2 separate regions of the Mus musculus genome follow, and region 1 is linked to region 2. Evidence: chromatin contacts called from public promoter capture Hi-C data. All regions are on one chromosome and are shown on one strand. Each heading gives the region's core, a stretch centred on a gene start, on an enhancer-like site or on the middle of the called end of the contact. The rest is flanking DNA. Distances are from core to core; before and after follow the strand shown.

What was found. Promoter capture Hi-C pulls out the DNA fragments that hold promoters and counts their contacts.
Region 1: a promoter capture Hi-C map of 3T3-L1-derived adipocytes shows a contact between it and region 2, with 12 times the contacts expected there. The contact joins the promoter of Dennd2c here to the promoter of A230001M10Rik in region 2. A contact is called at or near these places in 7 of 39 promoter capture datasets (the 3T3-L1 cell line, 3T3-L1-derived adipocytes, frontonasal cranial neural crest and 3 more) and 1 of 115 datasets of contacts at active chromatin or transcription factors (trophoblast stem cells).

The regions. Positions count from the first base shown.
Region 1 is chr3:103,101,087-103,104,152 of GRCm38.p6, forward strand. It overlaps Dennd2c (DENN/MADD domain containing 2C), which reads left to right and starts at 1,573. Exons shown (of 19, transcript NM_001384113.1): 1 at 1,573-1,652.
Region 2 is chr3:102,260,995-102,263,897 of GRCm38.p6, forward strand. A230001M10Rik (RIKEN cDNA A230001M10 gene) reads left to right here and starts at 1,411. Exons shown (of 4, transcript NR_040391.1): 1 at 1,411-1,885.

The DNA of each region.
Region 1 (3,066 bases), core at 323-2,822, 840 kb after region 2:
TGGAGAGCACATCCCTCAAGACTTATCACAATGAAATTCGAGCAAATTCCTGAGTGTTTTCACTTTCTGCACAGGTAGCCGTGAGCTTAGGTGTGCCCCTTGGGACGTGCTCATACTAGCTGTGGGGTAAGACTCCTCTTCCCCATTCTTGAAGTTCAAATTGCTTTTCGGGGAATATTTATCAAGGACCTGATTTTATTTCATGTTGGCTTCCTAGTCACTAAAATAATACAAATTACTATGTATTATCTTCAGACTTAAAGGACACCTCTCACCATTAGGTGTAGCTCCATCCTACCCATGAGAGGGCAGTAGAACACATGCATGTTAATTAACGTTCATCTTGGAATTCAAATCTTCATCCTGCTAAAGAATCTTCGTGGATGCAAACTTCAAAATGTAAATCTTAAAAACGCTGTTTTAGTCCCGAATTTCACCTTGTACAACTATCTGTGATACTTTCCAAACAGACTAGATTAAATGCCACTTGTGTTGGCTCAGGACTATGCTTGCACCCCAGAAGCAGGGGTAGGAGGATAAGAAGTTTGAAAAATAATAAAGAACACACATGTCTACATTTAAAGACATACACATTAGGTAAGGGATCAATGGAGTTTGCAATGTATTCCAAACCATATTTACATTTATTTCCTCACTGGAGTATTTTAAAGGAATTGTCAATACTTCTCCCTCAGGTAGAAAGTAATCCTTTTACTGTCCCCACCTCATGTCCCCACCTCATAGCTTCACAAGGGATTGGGACTTTTTTTTTTTTTTCCAAGTCTTGGTTGAGTTGGCTGGTGACAGTCATCCGCGATGTGTAATTAAACACCTCTCTGTGGCAGTCTTCTATTTTGGTACCTCTGTGTGAACAAGCCAGGGAAGTTTGGTTACCAGACACAAGGTCGGATGGAGTGGGTGGGGTGGAGTGGGGCGGGGCGCGGTGAGGTGGGGCAGTTAGATCGTGCTGGGAAATAGGTTCCACTCATCCCAGTCTCGCAGAGTGAAACTGGGCTATTCTTGCAGCAGGCACAGAGCCATGTGCATACCTGAGCAAGATCGTGTGGTAGGGAGAATTTAAGCGTGAGTCTCAAGTGGGTGTGGCAACCCAGTCGGCACCCGGACTAGGCACCAAAGGCATCCGGCTTGTGATTCCAAACCCGGGGCCAGGTGCGTTATTGGCATCTCTTTACTAGCTGGCATTCCCGATGAATGTTTGCTCCCTGAGCTGCTTTGGGGTTTTCTTAAAGAAGTTGCTGTTTGGCTCCTCTGGTTCTACTAGGCTCTGCCTTGCTGTAAAGGTCTGTCTCGTGTAGTCGCACAGACCGTAGATCCGGAGATAGAGCTTTGGCTCCAGGCCTGGGCAGGGGCTGCACCGTGGAACCAGCGCGGTGCAGCGCACACTGGTACCCCAGCGCTGGGGGCGGAGAGACCGCCTGGCGTGGGTTCCGAGCCTTGAGGAGAGCCCTGGAAGGACAGAGCCTTACTGGGTGAGCTCGGGGGCGTGCCCAGGCAAAAGAGGGCGTGTCTTAGCCTGGAGGGCGGGGACTGCGGAACCTGTGGGGGCGGGACGAAGATGTGGGCGCTGGATCCCAGAGGCCACCGACGCGAGTCTGGGATCCCTGCGCGAGGCGGCGTCGCGGCCCAGGCAGGTAGGCGACGGGATGCAGCGAGGGAGTGGGGCCATGGGGCCTCTGCCGCTCAGCTGTTGGCGTCGCCCCATGGCGTCCCGTGTGTTCGTGGTCAGCCGAGAGCTGGGTACCTCGGGCCAGGGGAAGGCGGGTGTCAGCCTGCGAGCCGCGGGCGCGGTCGGGGGTGCAGGGCCGGGGAGCCCAGGCGCTCGCCGCCGCGAGGAAACGCGCCTATCAGGCGGTCTTGAACTTGGACGTGCCCGGACGGAGCACTTCAGACAAGCGGTAAAGCGTGTGTTCGCGCGCTTTGCTTCGGAACTACGGGGCAGGCACGATAGAGGAAGTCGTCAAGTAGTTTTTTAAGATAAAATTCCTACAGTGGGACTGGAGTAGGACTGTGGAGTAACCAGGAGAGAAGATGATGATTAGATTGTGAGTCAAAAGGCTTCGCTCTGGAGCTCAGAGCCGCAAACAAACCGTCACACCTCCGTCAGGGTTAACTCTAAGAGGTGTGTGTCCCCGGAGTGCAAAACTGGGACGCTCATGGGTTCTCATGTTCTGAGAGGAATGACAGTGTTCTACAAATGTCAGGCATTGTTGTTTGATACACACACACATGCACCCCGGAGCATGTGTAGTTTGTAAAACTACTAAGTGCCTAGTACAGTAGGCACCCTGGTAAACCTTTATCCCAAAGCTACTACTGATTCGCCTGTATTGTTAGAGAAAGTTCTAACTTCTGTTTACTATGTAAATAAGTTATCTAAGCGTCATTTCCACATAATCACCATTGTTTGAAGAGCAGAGCTATTCTTAACTGAGTCATGACATTTTCTAAAATAGCATGCTATCTGTATACCGTAGTGCAATCATTTACCATGAAGCTTGTACCAATCAGAAAATCTGTTACTTTGCCTTAGATTAGCTGAAGGTATTTCATAAAGTGAGCTGAGAGTACTGCCTCAAAACAAGACTTTTATTTTGCAAATTCAGGGGCTGCTTATAAAAAGATCTGAGTTCTCTAAAACAAAGTTAATGTGTGGCTGTGGCATTTGTACAGTTTTTATTATAGACATTTGTGTTCTCTACTTGTGTGTGTGTGTGTGTGTGTGTGTGTGTGTGTGTGTGTGTGTGTATTTTAGGGAGAGATGGGAAATTTAAAAAGGAATAGCAGTCTGTAACCATGAGGTTTCTACTAGGGATACGTAAGAGTGATCTGGAGTATTTTCAAAGACAGAAACCAGCAACTGTAGTAATTGTGTCTCAAGGCCTCTTGTTAGTCTGTTAAATGTGGCAATTGACTTTTTTTAGATGCAGAAATATCAGTGTTTTTGATTGAGAACAGTAGGCAATTTCTTTCCTTTTCTTATTTAAAATTTAAAATTAGGGCATGTTTGTCACCAACGTGCAAAGAATCCTGGGTTCAATCCCAGTA
Region 2 (2,903 bases), core at 161-2,660:
GCTTAGCCACCTCTCCAACCCCCCATAAACTGAGGCTTTAATGTACAACAGAAATAACAGAAAATATTAGGACCGTAGAATTGATTCTGTAATCCTTTTCAATTTTATTTATTTGTGTATGTGTACATCATGTGTATAGACCATGTGTGTACAGGTGCTCGTGTGTGTTTGTGTGTGTGTGTATAGCATGTGTGTGCAGGTGCTCTGTATGAGTGTGTATGTATGTACGTCGTGTGTGTAGATGCTTTGGTGTGTGTTTGTGTGTTGAATGCAGGTGCACATTTGAAGTCAGAGGACAATTCTCAGGACTCAGTTCTCTTCTGCTACCTGGTGGAATCCTGGGATACAGCTCAGGTCACTAGGTCTGAGTGCCTCTACCCACTGTGCCATCCTATCTCATTGGCCTTATGATCCTGTTGGATGTGTTTACAGTAAATGAAGCACAGTGCTGCAGATGATCACACCAGGGCTGCCAACACTCACATTTCCTGGTTAGTTTCTTGTCATTAGCTTTGGGCTCCAGCTTGTAACCTGTGGTGGCTGCAGGAATATCAGTAAATTCCACACAGGCAGGCATCAGCTCGGTAAGACTGGGCTATGGAGGTTTGCCTTAGATCATCTGTGGTCACAGAAGGAAGATAGTCCTCTTTCTTATAAACGAAGGCTGTGTGGTTAAAGGTTCAGCTGCAGGCTGAGCTATTGGTGCAGCCTCAGCGGGCTGCAGCCATGTCAGTGGTCCAGTGCCAGGACAGCAGAGCTGCCCAGTCAGGCCACAGACACAGGAAAGTAATGAATCATTATGTTGGGTGATTAAGCTTTGGAGCAGATTGTTGCATAGCAAAGATAATAAATTGTATTGCACAAATGGAAATATAGAGATGTATAAAAAAGTGAAGCACATCTATTTGTTCATTAATAAACAAATTTTCAAGGACTGGTAAATGCATATTATCTAGTCTACTCTCAGAGATGCCTCTGCAGAAGAATGCATTGACCCTTTGTGGCTTCCAGAGAGTCTAGAGCCTGTAATGAGGAAGGAAGTCTCCAATTAGGACAATGGTCTACAAAGAATGATTTCAAAGTTAGGAAAAACTAGAGCTGCCTTCACTTCTCAGTCAAGGTCTGTAATGCAAGTCGACCCTTTACCTCGGAAAAGAATAACCCTGTGCGTGTTGGGGTTCCAGAGAGAATCATCTCCCCTTTGCTGGACTTCACGGCAACTTTCTGTCCAGTGAAGTCAGTTTTCTGTACAGTGGCTTCTGCCCAAATGGTCTGTATTTATCAGATGATGTATTCATGTATCGCTTTCCAGCCTACAAAGCGCTCTTTGTTTTGCAAATCTCTCTTGTGCATTATCTCATCCAGGCTTGTCACAAGGTAGAACGGTTATTTGTCCCAAATTTACTGGTCAGATATACTCACGGAGGGCTGCTGTCACCTGTCATCACTGCTGGACAGATGATTTCAACACAGACATTACAAGTGGTCCAGCCTCTTCATAAGCCTGCACTAAAGACACTGAAGCTTGTGATCACCCGTGTCAGGACAAGGAATGGCATCTCCCTAACAGGACTCAAGAGCCTTTGCCATTATCTGTGGTATTAAGCAGGTTTCAATTAGGATTTTAGGTGGATTTTTTTCTTTGTTCCGCAGAAGTTTTAATCAAGGCAGAAAAACTCTGACGCCTCATTCTCCTCACAACAGTCAGTCACCAAAGCGTTGCATTTTTCTTCCTGAAGCTTCCCCTCCCTCGGGCACATTTTTAGCAAAAAAGATGAGATCCCAAGCTCTCCAGATGTTGCCTCTCAGATGTGCCTCAGCACGCATCTCAGAGCCATCTGGCCGCAGCAACAGCTGGACTGCTTCCAAGTGGAAGTGCTCACAGGTAAGGGGGTGTGAGGGGAAGAATGTGGGCTCCTTAGTACGTTGTCAGCTAAGCCGGTGATGCTGTTTGACCAGCTGTTGACATGAGCTCTCAGTGAAGGCGGCTTTCAGAATCCTGCAGTCAGGTTTCCTGTCTGGGTGCCTGAGGGTTATTGTCCAGGGGCATGCTCTGCAGACTTGGACCCTGTGTGGTAATTCTGAGGTGTTGGAAACCTTAAGAGGTGATGTGCGCACCTGTAATCCCAGAAGGTTGTGAACATGGCTGGTTCTCCCTGCCGCCCCCCCCCCCCCCCCCGCCACCACAGTGAAGAGCATGTATCAGATCCTTCCCTGGCTCTGAAGCCCTTCATGATCAAATTCACCCCAAGACAGACAGACAGTCAGTCAGACAGACAGACATGCACATACACACACAGAGAGACATATAGAGACACAGACAGACACACACTTCCTTCCTTCCTTTACTCTCTTTATAGTCCAGGTGTCTCAGGGTAATGATGGATAACCGTAGGTCGAGATGACCGTTCAGCAGAAGAGACTAGAGGACTTAGCTGACTTGCAGAAACTGCTCATTGTGGACAGCACACCTCTGAGGGAGGCCGGGAACTTGGCAGCAGACTTCAAGAAAGCAGCAGGAGGTAAAGGCAAGGCTTGGGCGTGGAAAACTGAAACAGGAAGGAGATGTACAAGGGGAAGGAGACCTCCCAGAAACCCTTGGGGGATAAGTTAGCATTAACCCAAGGGGGAGAGCTGGGAAGCATTTGACCTGACGCCAGTGTCTTTGTGGTCAACAGAGCACTGTGCTTTCTGGGAATGGACGCTGTGTGTATTTTCCATTACTGCGCGCTGTATCTTCAGGATGTTCCTTCCCACCCTTTCGTCAGATGCAAAGGCTCCCTCTAATGAGTCCTCGGCCCAGGCTCCCCTACTTCTGTGGTTACTTATGCTTGGCCAGGATGCTTTACATACACCTACTTATCTGCCAGTCCAAGCCAGTCTTTAAAAGCCTGCTCTAATGC